Regions from separate parts of the Gossypium arboreum genome. Here region 2 is linked to region 1. The links are chromatin contacts, called in public Hi-C maps. All regions are on one chromosome and are shown on one strand. The core of a region is the stretch at or near the end of the contact, and the rest is flanking DNA. Distances in the headings are between cores, read along the strand shown.

Region 1 (5,175 bases), core at 2,268-4,767:
GTTCATTATAATCAACCTTTTTTGCTTTTCATTTTCCTTAACTCTTCACATTTTATCTTCTTGTAACTCTTTTCTATTTATGTATTAGAAAATAAGAAGTCCAATTTCCTTGTATATATATAGGAGTATACTACTTGTAATAAGAACGAAAAAGAATAGAAAGGCAATAGAAATTCTCTTTATTCTTATATATTATTCTTGTGTTATTTGCATTTTTATTATTTTATAATACTAATGATAATTTTAACCTTTGTAAATAAAATCAATACTTGTTTTAGCTGGAGGCGAAACGACCTAGCTTGGCTAGATGTGAACTCATCCAAAGGAATGCTCGATTTTCATCAAGACTCGTCCACATTTGCCACACCAATAATTTAAGGAAGAGAGACTTCAACAACAGCAAATATCAATCATTTTGGTTAAAAAAGCCATGTTTTTGTTGGTGAGTGGGGATAAAAATAAACTTATGGAAAATTAACAAAGGCTTTGATGTGTGTATCAATGGCACTTTGTTTAAGGTTCTATTTGCCCTCACCTATATTATAGTGTGCAAAAAAGTTACTCGCAAATAAATCTCGAGTATACAAATGAAGCCCAATGACTGCTGACGTTTTGCATTGACGGAAGCAATCAATTAAGCATTGAGCAGAGCATAACAAGAATTTCTGTAATAATTCTTTATAGAATAATCTAGGAATATAAATTATGGTGGAAGAATAGAAAAAAAAAACTTTTGATGTGTTTCATGGTGTATCATGCAAATGAAATTTCACTCCTATTTATAGGAGGTTTCATGTCTTTTTATAAGAATATAACTACTCAAATGGATAGTCACATCTTTAACAATAAAGATAATTATTTAATAAATATCTACTTGAATAATTATGACTATTTGTTAATAACCAAGTAATATAACTTTTAATTATTTATAAATTTTCATTTACAACTATATATATTTCAAAAATATTTGAATAGATTTTAATAACCAGAAAAATATTTGTTTTTACTCGCTTGATTCTTCTTCTCTTTAATGCATTTCAAAGTGATTGAGATCCTAATAATGGCTAGTGGAATGAATGATTGATAAAACGATATTTTTTGTCGCTGAAATTCAGAGGGAGCTAGCTTTGTTTTTATCATACTTTTAGGTGATTGGTGGCCTAACTTTTTCATAGCCTAAACTTTCTAGCCTATAATCTCTCTTTTAAATGCGTACTTGTCTACAGGATTATGATACTGCTTTCATCATATCGACCACGAAATAGGAACAAAAATTTTGCTTTTTTGCTTTTTCTTATATGAAAAAGTAGTCAACAGAAATGCTAATTTATCATATTTATGAATGATTATTGCCTTTTGAAATTCAAGATCTAAAATCAATCCCAGTTTCTCCATTTCACAAATCTGCCTTTAATTAGCAATTCCTTTATTTCACTAGATTTCCATATTTAACATGATAGGCTGACCTGCAAATCCCATGCAACATGTTCCTCCATTAATTCAGGTGTCAGCTTCATAAAATATAGATAGTACTCGAACAAGGCTATGGTGAGATTATGATGGGCTGCACATTCTGTTCTGTTGAATAATCAAAGTACATTCATTGATTCAAAGCAGGGCAGAGCACTATCATTTTATCAGACAATTATATTCTTGGGTCTGCAAGAAAGGGGCATTGCAATTGAGTGCTTGAGAATCAATGCAGTCTTAAGATTTGAAGCACTTAGTCTATAATTTATTTTCTCTCTGACGCATGTACTCTTTCGGCAACTAATCTTTTATTTTTAATGCAGCTGCAAATTAAAATAATGGCAGACTGATCCCAACTTGCAGTTTATTGGAACTGAAAAATGGGAACTTTGTGTTTTTAATTTGTGAAGTAGGAGATAGGGGAAGGCTAAATTCTAATACAGGGCTCTGTTTCCAGGAAACATCCTCCTCCTCTGTGTACCCATGTGATGTTGCCCTTCTTTTTGCACAAATAAAATCCCTAATTATATTTTTAAATCCCAGGATTTGATCCGTATTTTGATGTACTTAAAAGGCGTCCCACACCGTCCATTTTGGTCCTATAAATATATTAAAAATAACTCATCCGCATATACTTGCAACATAGGCCATGCTTTGACACAATCCATAACTTAATTTTGTTATTTTTCTTTATCCGTTTTATTCTCTACAATATAATTTTATTCTTTTATTTTCAATGTAACATAAATTTATTGTTTAAAAATAAAACCCAAACCCAAAACCTTTTACTTTATTTCTTACATTTGAATTGTTAATTAAAATATCAATTTATCCTATACAACTCTACTAATAATGTATTAAATATACTTGCATAAACAAATTTACTTAATAATTGTGAAAATAAATGTGATTAATAGTTGATTCGGTATGAATTTTTAGGTAAACTAAACCATCTAACTATAAATTTTCTAAATTTACTTGAATTTTTAAATTAATCACTCAATTATAAATATATTTTTGTTACCCAATTATAATTTTTTTTAAAATTTATCACTTAACTAATAAAAAGGAGGAGTGATATAACAGATGAAAATTTGGTATAATATTAAGCCTAACCTTAATTTTTATACTTTATATCAGTTTAGTTGTAAATTTTAAAAATAACCTCTAAATTTACAAATGATATTAATTTAATCTTAATTTTAAAAATTCAAATAAATTTATAAAAATACATAGATATTTTTAAAATATATAAAATAAATTTTATAATAATATTAAATTCCAAGAAAATTTGTCTTAAAATGATAAAAAAAATAACTTTATGCATCTTGAGACTTGTAAGATTCTTACATCAACTTAACTTGTTCCATTACCATTTCATTCCTCCCCAAAAATAGCTCCAATTCAGCAACCTGCAATTTTCTCCATTCTCCTCTAAAGCAGCTGTCTTTTCTCCCCCAATCATGTGTTCTAAGTTACCCACACCACATCTCTCATCAGACAAGCTATCCAATCTTATATTAGAAAACTGTAGCAGCAACAACAACAGAGAGAGAGAAGGAGAGGGAAGGTGGGAGAGGGTTTTTTATTTATTTAAAATAATTTAATATTAATAGTAATAGTAATATAAAATTTATTTTTTATATTTTTTAAAATATTTATGTATTTTTATATTTTTATTTGAATTTTTAAAATTAAGATTAATTATAGATTTTGAAGGTTAATTTTTAAAATTATGACTATATAGATATAATATATAAAAGTTAAAGGTAAAATTTATTATTATACTAATTTTTAAATTGTTACATTATTCTCCTGTCAATGCAATTAACAAAAATGAATCAAAATAGATAATTTTAATTAATTGAGTGAGAAATTAAAAAATCATAATTAAGTGAGAAAAGCAAATTTATATATTGAGTAACTAGAATTCATAGCTTGTTGACAAAAGAAATGACCCATAATTAACAAAAAAAAATTAAAAATTAGAGTGTGACATTGACAGTTGTATACTAATAACTACCTTGCCTGGAAGGATCCTGAATTCTCAACGGCTATGCCCGGTCACAAGTCACAACTACCACTTCAACAAGTCATACTTCTCCCCTCCCCATATATGTGTATATCCTCCTCCTTCCCTTCCCTTATTCTCCGCTCTTTTATCAGCCCTCTCATCACTTCAAAAATAAAGATTGCTATTGCTATTGTTTTTCCTTTTTGGTAATAAGCTTTTTTATTTTTATTTTTATATATTTCGATGCCATCTACTAGGAAAGACTTGGATCGGATCAAAGGTCCATGGAGTCCGGAAGAAGACGAGGCTTTGCAGCGGCTGGTTCATACGTACGGACCCAAGAACTGGTCTTTAATAAGCAAATCAATACCTGGTCGATCAGGAAAGTCTTGTAGGCTCCGATGGTGCAACCAGCTTTCCCCCGAGGTTCAGCACCGACCCTTCACTCCCGAAGAAGATGATACCATAATCCAAGCTCATGCCCAATTCGGTAACAAATGGGCTATCATCGCTCGACTCCTCAATGGTCGTACGGATAACGCGATTAAGAACCACTGGAACTCCACCCTAAAGAGAAAATGTTCTTCCATGACTCAAGATTTGAACAATGACTCGCCACAACCAATTAAAAGATCAGCCAGTCTTGGTGCTGCTAATAATGCCTCGGGTCCTTGCTTGAACCTCGGTACCCCTTCAGGATCCGATTTGAGCGACTCGAGTTTACCCGCTGCCTCACCGTTTTATAAGCTGTTGGCAAGAACCGGTTCCAGTAAGCATGTTGAAACGGCATCATCCACTACCAATCCACCTATTATACTCAGCCTCTCGCTGCCCGGATTCGATCCTTGCGAAAACTCGGATTCGGGACCTAGATCCGACCCTATTCCTAGCCCCACCCAGGCGCCAGTAACAACAGTAACGGCTCACCCAACTGCCGGTCTCGTAGTGGGGATGCAAAACGGGGAATTGGGGATGGAGAAGCAATTTTTTAGCAATGAATTTTTGACAGTTATACAAGAGATGATTAGAACAGAAGTGAGGAACTACATGTTTGGGATTGAACAAAATGGTCTTTGTTTGCAAACTGAAGCTATCAGAAATGCTGTTGTTAAACGTATTGGTATTAGCAAGATCGAGTAGACAACAAGAAGAATCCGCAGAAGAGCAAAAAATAAAGTCTTTCTGTCACTTGTTTAATCTCTTTCTTTGTTGGTTTAGTTATTTTTATCGTCGATTAAAGAAATAATATTTGTGGTGGTGTGCATAGGGATGCAGTCAACGAGGGGATATTTTTGGTTAGGGGGCCGGACGGAGATTAAAGAAACTCTGATATTGAAAAAGAACATAAAGTAGGCTCTTTGAAAGTTTAAGGAAAGCTGACTCTCATACTATAATCTTTTAGGTATACATTATTGCACTGTCTGCCACAGACGCTGTGACATTTGTAAGTGTTCATTTTCATTCTGCTGTAGTGGACTAAAATAATGTCTTACGTGACTTTCTGAAGTTTCATTGACTATGTTATATTTGTATGACCCAATGTTTTATAATCATAAGCGAAAGCCTTAGCAAGGGCATAATTATTCTATGAAATATTACAGCACAACTGAATAATTGATAGATACTAAGGGTGTAATGCAGTCTTATTATTGGGTTGCTTGCTGAAGCAATTGAACGATTTTGCTCATGGA
Region 2 (4,953 bases), core at 712-3,211, 37 kb after region 1:
GTAAACATCTATGTGATTTTGTGGCCTATATAGTTAGGATAATTTTATGTTTCCGTCAATGTGAATTGTCCACTTGGAGCCATGTTTCACAGCATAGCAAGAATTCTACTTGAAAAATCTAATAGAAAGTAAAAAATGCCGAAAGAACAACTACACTCTTCACTTTTGTTGTGCATTCAAAATGTAGAACATGATAGAATCACTTTTTTCGCTTTTGGAGTTCATGTTTACTCGTGTGTAAACAGGAAAAGTGAGCAAAGATGGAGCATATTCGAGGGAAAGGAATGTTGACACTTTCCAACAAAATCTCATGCTTTGTTTTAAAAAATGTCCGACCCATCTATGCCGCCAACTTGAGCTAAAGTATATAATGTAGACATAAGCAGCTAAGCGTAGCTAATATTTTCAAACTCTTTCGTACACATTACTGTATATTGTGCTACATATAAAATGAATTTTATAAAGCCCATTTGATTAATATTCTTTCATTAAAACCATAAACGGTTACCATGTTGATTCTCAATTTACTAAACAAATTCGGCTACTGTTTTTAATTTCGCAACCAAAATTAATAATTAAATATATGGGATATTCAACCGATATGTAAAATTAAAAACTTTATTATTTGGTAAAGGCGAATGGTTTGAGTCTTGAATAGCTAGATTCAAAATCTATCATGAGTAGGTATTTGAGTTGTGTGGGTAAATAATTTTAAAAATATTTAACAAAAATCATATAAAAATAAATTATTTACAAAATACATGACAGATAATAATCTCTTATTATTTGATGAAAAAAAGTAATATCTACTCATATTCATTAGTCGGAAAACTGAGATGCCCTGGCAATACTTGTTTAGTATGCACCGGCATGGTGCTTCAGAGATTGACAGTTCAACAATTCGACTTATTTTTCTTCAAAAAAGTAAGTAGGAGATATGCTTCAAAAACTCTTTTTCTGGGTTGTTGTAAAGGATGAGACACGTTAAACTTAAAGATATGGTATTAAATGCTTATATAATTATTTAATTTTCATGAAAAATATTTAATATACGTACTATATAAAAAGACCGCGTACCAGATGTAAACACGCGCGTCGGGTGTTCGGAAAAGCGTGTGAAACCAATCTGGGTCTAACATGATTATGCAATGAAAATTAAAGAAAAAGAGAAGACTCGGATAAATTCGTTTTTTCTTTTTTCTTTTTTTTTTTGCCAAAAACTAGGATAAATTTAGTTCATCTTTTGCTTGTTTATATCTTTTATTAATTTAGATTTTATATTTTTTAGCTTAATTTAACCATTGATCATTTTAAAAGAGGTTAATAGTTTTTTAATGAAAATACTAATTAAAACATTAATTTTAACAATGTTGGTATGACAACCCACATGATAATTTATGTAAACTTTATATTGACTTGATATTATTTGTCTTGACATTATTTGTCTTATATTCCACGTTAACAAATATTTTAAAAATTATAAAACTATTCAAAAAATTAACATGAATTATATATAAATTGTCATATAAGTTGAAATATTTAAAAATTAATATTTTAGTTAGTATTTTTTTGAATAAAAAATTCTTTTGAATGGTCGATAGTTAAATTTGATTATTATTATTTTTTAAGGTTGAAAATGAAATTTAACTTAAAAGAGAATAAAACAAAAATGATAAAAAGTTTAAATATTGCGGACTAAATTTGATATTATACCAAACTAACCTTTTAATATGGCTATTCCTTGCCCTGTGACATCATGCCGTATCTTTATAAATTTATAGAATTGGAATGTAAAGTCAAATTCGAACAACACGAGAGCAAATTTCAAAGTAAAAGCTTGCTCTGTTTCTTCCATCCGATTTTGCATTGGCCCCCCAAGAAAAAAGAATTACAAGTAAACCCCAAATTATCATAAAATATAGTATTCGTGGTAGTTTTAGAGGAGGGAAAGTGAGGCTAAGTCAAACAATCCTGTTAAAGGACCCACTTCTGCAAAGCCTTTCACCGTCCTGATAAAGCGAGATCCTTGTATATATAGACAGAGCGGTAGCTAGCAATTCCATACAGCATTTCAAAGATTACGGATTACCCAATTTGAAACCAATCGACAGGGCATTTTTCTTTTGTGTGTGTGAGAGACAAGAAGAAGAACAGCTATAGCTCAACATCTTTATTCAGCAATGAAGCGTATTCTGTGTGTGCTCGGTCTTTTGGCGTTGCTGGTTTCAGTACAGCTGGATGGTGTCCATGGGCGAGCCCTTCGATCAAAGACGACGGACGACAATGTGGTTGTTCCAAGTTTGGAAGGAGAAGCGGTGGGTGTTCCTTCATCGGCTGTTTCGACAAACGACTCCCGCAGCAGCCGTAAGTCGTTGAAGAGTATGGCTTTTACATTAGCCTCCGGACCAAGTAGAAAAGGTCCTGGGCATTAATCTTAAGCATATTGTTGGAGTCCTGGAGACTTTATTATTATTATTTTTTTTTTGCTATTTGGGTTTTTCAAATTGTACGAGGGACCCAGGCATTGTTGCACAGATTTGTAAGCTACAGGCTATATACAGCATTTGTTGTTCCTGTTTAATCTCCTTCCTGGACAACCGGAGATTTGTTTATTCATTCGTTTAAAATAGAAGCTTTTGATTATACTTGTAATATTTGACAGTTTAGGTTGAGAACTTTGAGGTAGTTACACACTTTTTTTTTTTCAGAATTAGGAAAATCTGTGTACTTTACTTGATAATGAAAAAGATAGAAATCATATACTTTTTTATGATGATGATGTCCTTTTAAGGTTTGTATGACTTTGTCTGCAAAATCACCTACCACTTACCAAGTCTCTCTCTCTCTCTCTTTCTCTTTCCCTCCAAGAAAGTAAGTCATCTGTCATGTGAGCTAAACCCATCTGAAAGCAAGCAATTTCGAAATCTAATAATGTAATCTAAACCAATGGCCAAACAAAAAGCAACGAAGATCGGCAGATCTTGCATTACCCGTTAGCTTTGACCGCTGCCTCCTTTGATACTTGTATGTCAGATTTAGCTCACATTTCATTTTCCTGTTGTGTTTCTATACAGGCTGGAAATGGATTTCAATTCCAAAATGTTGGTTTGTTTTAAGATTTATTATTGAAAAGCTTGCAAGTTTGGAAATAATGTTTTAACAACTCCATCTCTAGCTTAGCCAATAGCTTTCACGTCTCTCTCCACTGAGCTTAAGATGGATAATAAATTAAGAACAATGTTATAAAGGACTTTAGATTTCTAAGGTGATAGACCCCGTGAAAGGAACAACTAATCTTAATGTGTGTTTAAAACAACACTCAGGGTTTAGATGGAATATATTTATTTTGGTCAAAATAATATACTGTAACTTTAAGCTTTCGGCTTGCTATATGCTGAATATTGCATCTCCATTTCAATTTGTGTATATGATTGTCAAATACTGTCACCTAACACTGGCAAAAACCACCTTCTTCTGTCCTCTAGGGTGTTAAGTTGAGGATGTGCACCAATAATATAAGGAAATGGAGATTTGGTAGTCAAAATATTCGATACTAAAAGTCATCACATGGTTAGGAAAGCTGGTGCAAATTAAGTTTTCGAAGATTGAATTTCAAATGTTACCATGCAATCGGCCCAAAACTAAGCAATTCATGTCCCCAAGTTAGATGGATGTGGCCAATCCATGACTATTCAACCTACCAGATGACAACACGTGTAGGTTAAAATTTTGGCAGTAGTGAAAAGTAGCTATAAAATCCTCTTTTGACCTGATCATCCAGACATGACACATGCAAATTCCAGAACAAACTAAACAGGCTTCTTTAACAAAGCTACTACCAGGATGATTACTTAGATTAAGTACAGAGGAGGATCCTCACGGGGGATTAGACCCCAAAATTTTGGAAAATTTTAGATGTTTCAAATTTTAGAAAAATTTCATTATATCATGTAATTTATTTAAAATTTTTAATTAGACTTTTTTAAATTTTTTAAAAATTCTCATAAATATTTTAGTCAGAACCCCAAATTTTTTTTTAAAAAAAAAAAGGTTTTATTGAACTCCTAAAATTTAGTTTCAAAATCCACCTCATTATTTTGATTCAGTATGGCCCAGACTATCATAATTTTAAGTCGTTGGAAGGTTAAAAGCACATTCAATCGTTTGTTTCATATTGTGAGCTAAATTTTTGAGGAAACTTGGTCCCCTCAATGCTAATTGCTAACCTAAAACTGGGTTAAAAAGTAATGTTGTTAAACTAACATGAGTCTCCGTGCAGAAACATTCACAAAAAGAGCACAGCAAACAAACAAAAGAAGGGTCAATTATGGGAAAAATTCAAACAAAACTCTTTTACACTTAACACGTTTTTCCAAAAAGGATTCCTTGATTAATGAGAAAATGTTGGAAAGCGGCGGACAATTTCACTTGCATCGTGCCTCAGGTCCCCATAGGCCAATGTCCTATTGCAACACCCCCCCCCCCCGGGGGCAAAAAAAAAAAAGGCATAGTATTCAACTCAAAAACTAACGGCGGGAAGCGCGAGTAGGTGGACATGCGCAAGAGATGGAATTCAATCAATCAAAGTGGATAGAAGGCCAATAAGATTGGCTGTCTTATTTATTTTTTTTGATTTTAATATATATATTGTTGATATAATGATTCAACAAGATAAAAGTATAAAGAATAATATAGAGATTGTCATGGAGACTAATTCATCCAATCGAGTAGAGCTAAAAGTTATGAAAAATAATAGTGAAGAGAAATTCAAAGTTGAGAGTGTAGACTTAGTATCTTTTTTAAGTTTAATTTCTTTATCGTTTTTTGAGGTATTTATAGGTAAAAGTATCGTATAAAATAGTGCTAACGTATTAAACTTGCCATTTAGTCATCATTATAAAGCATGTGGGAGGGATATCTTCGATGAGACAATAATGTTTGTGATAGGATAAA

What was found. A called contact is a pair of places that touch in the nucleus more often than the background predicts.
Region 2: a Hi-C map of leaf shows a contact between it and region 1, with 4 times the contacts expected there. The contact joins the enhancer-like site here to the promoter of LOC108449997 in region 1. A contact is called at or near these places in 2 of 5 Hi-C or Micro-C datasets (both in leaf).

Annotation. Positions count from the first base shown.
Region 1 is chr5:18,694,759-18,699,933 of ASM2569848v2, forward strand. LOC108449997 (transcription factor MYB44-like) reads left to right here and starts at 3,518. Exons shown (of 1, transcript XM_017747408.2): 1 at 3,518-4,990. The coding sequence starts at 3,728. The coding sequence ends at 4,624. It also overlaps the pseudogene LOC108450958.
Region 2 is chr5:18,732,935-18,737,887 of ASM2569848v2, forward strand. No RefSeq gene overlaps it. Among protein-coding and RNA genes, the nearest start is that of LOC108450428, 6.8 kb to the right of the region's middle. Within about 2 kb of position 1,962, at least 2 of the 2 cell types and tissues checked have an H3K27ac peak or open chromatin away from gene starts, as enhancers often do. A contact at or near this core is called in leaf, where this site is marked.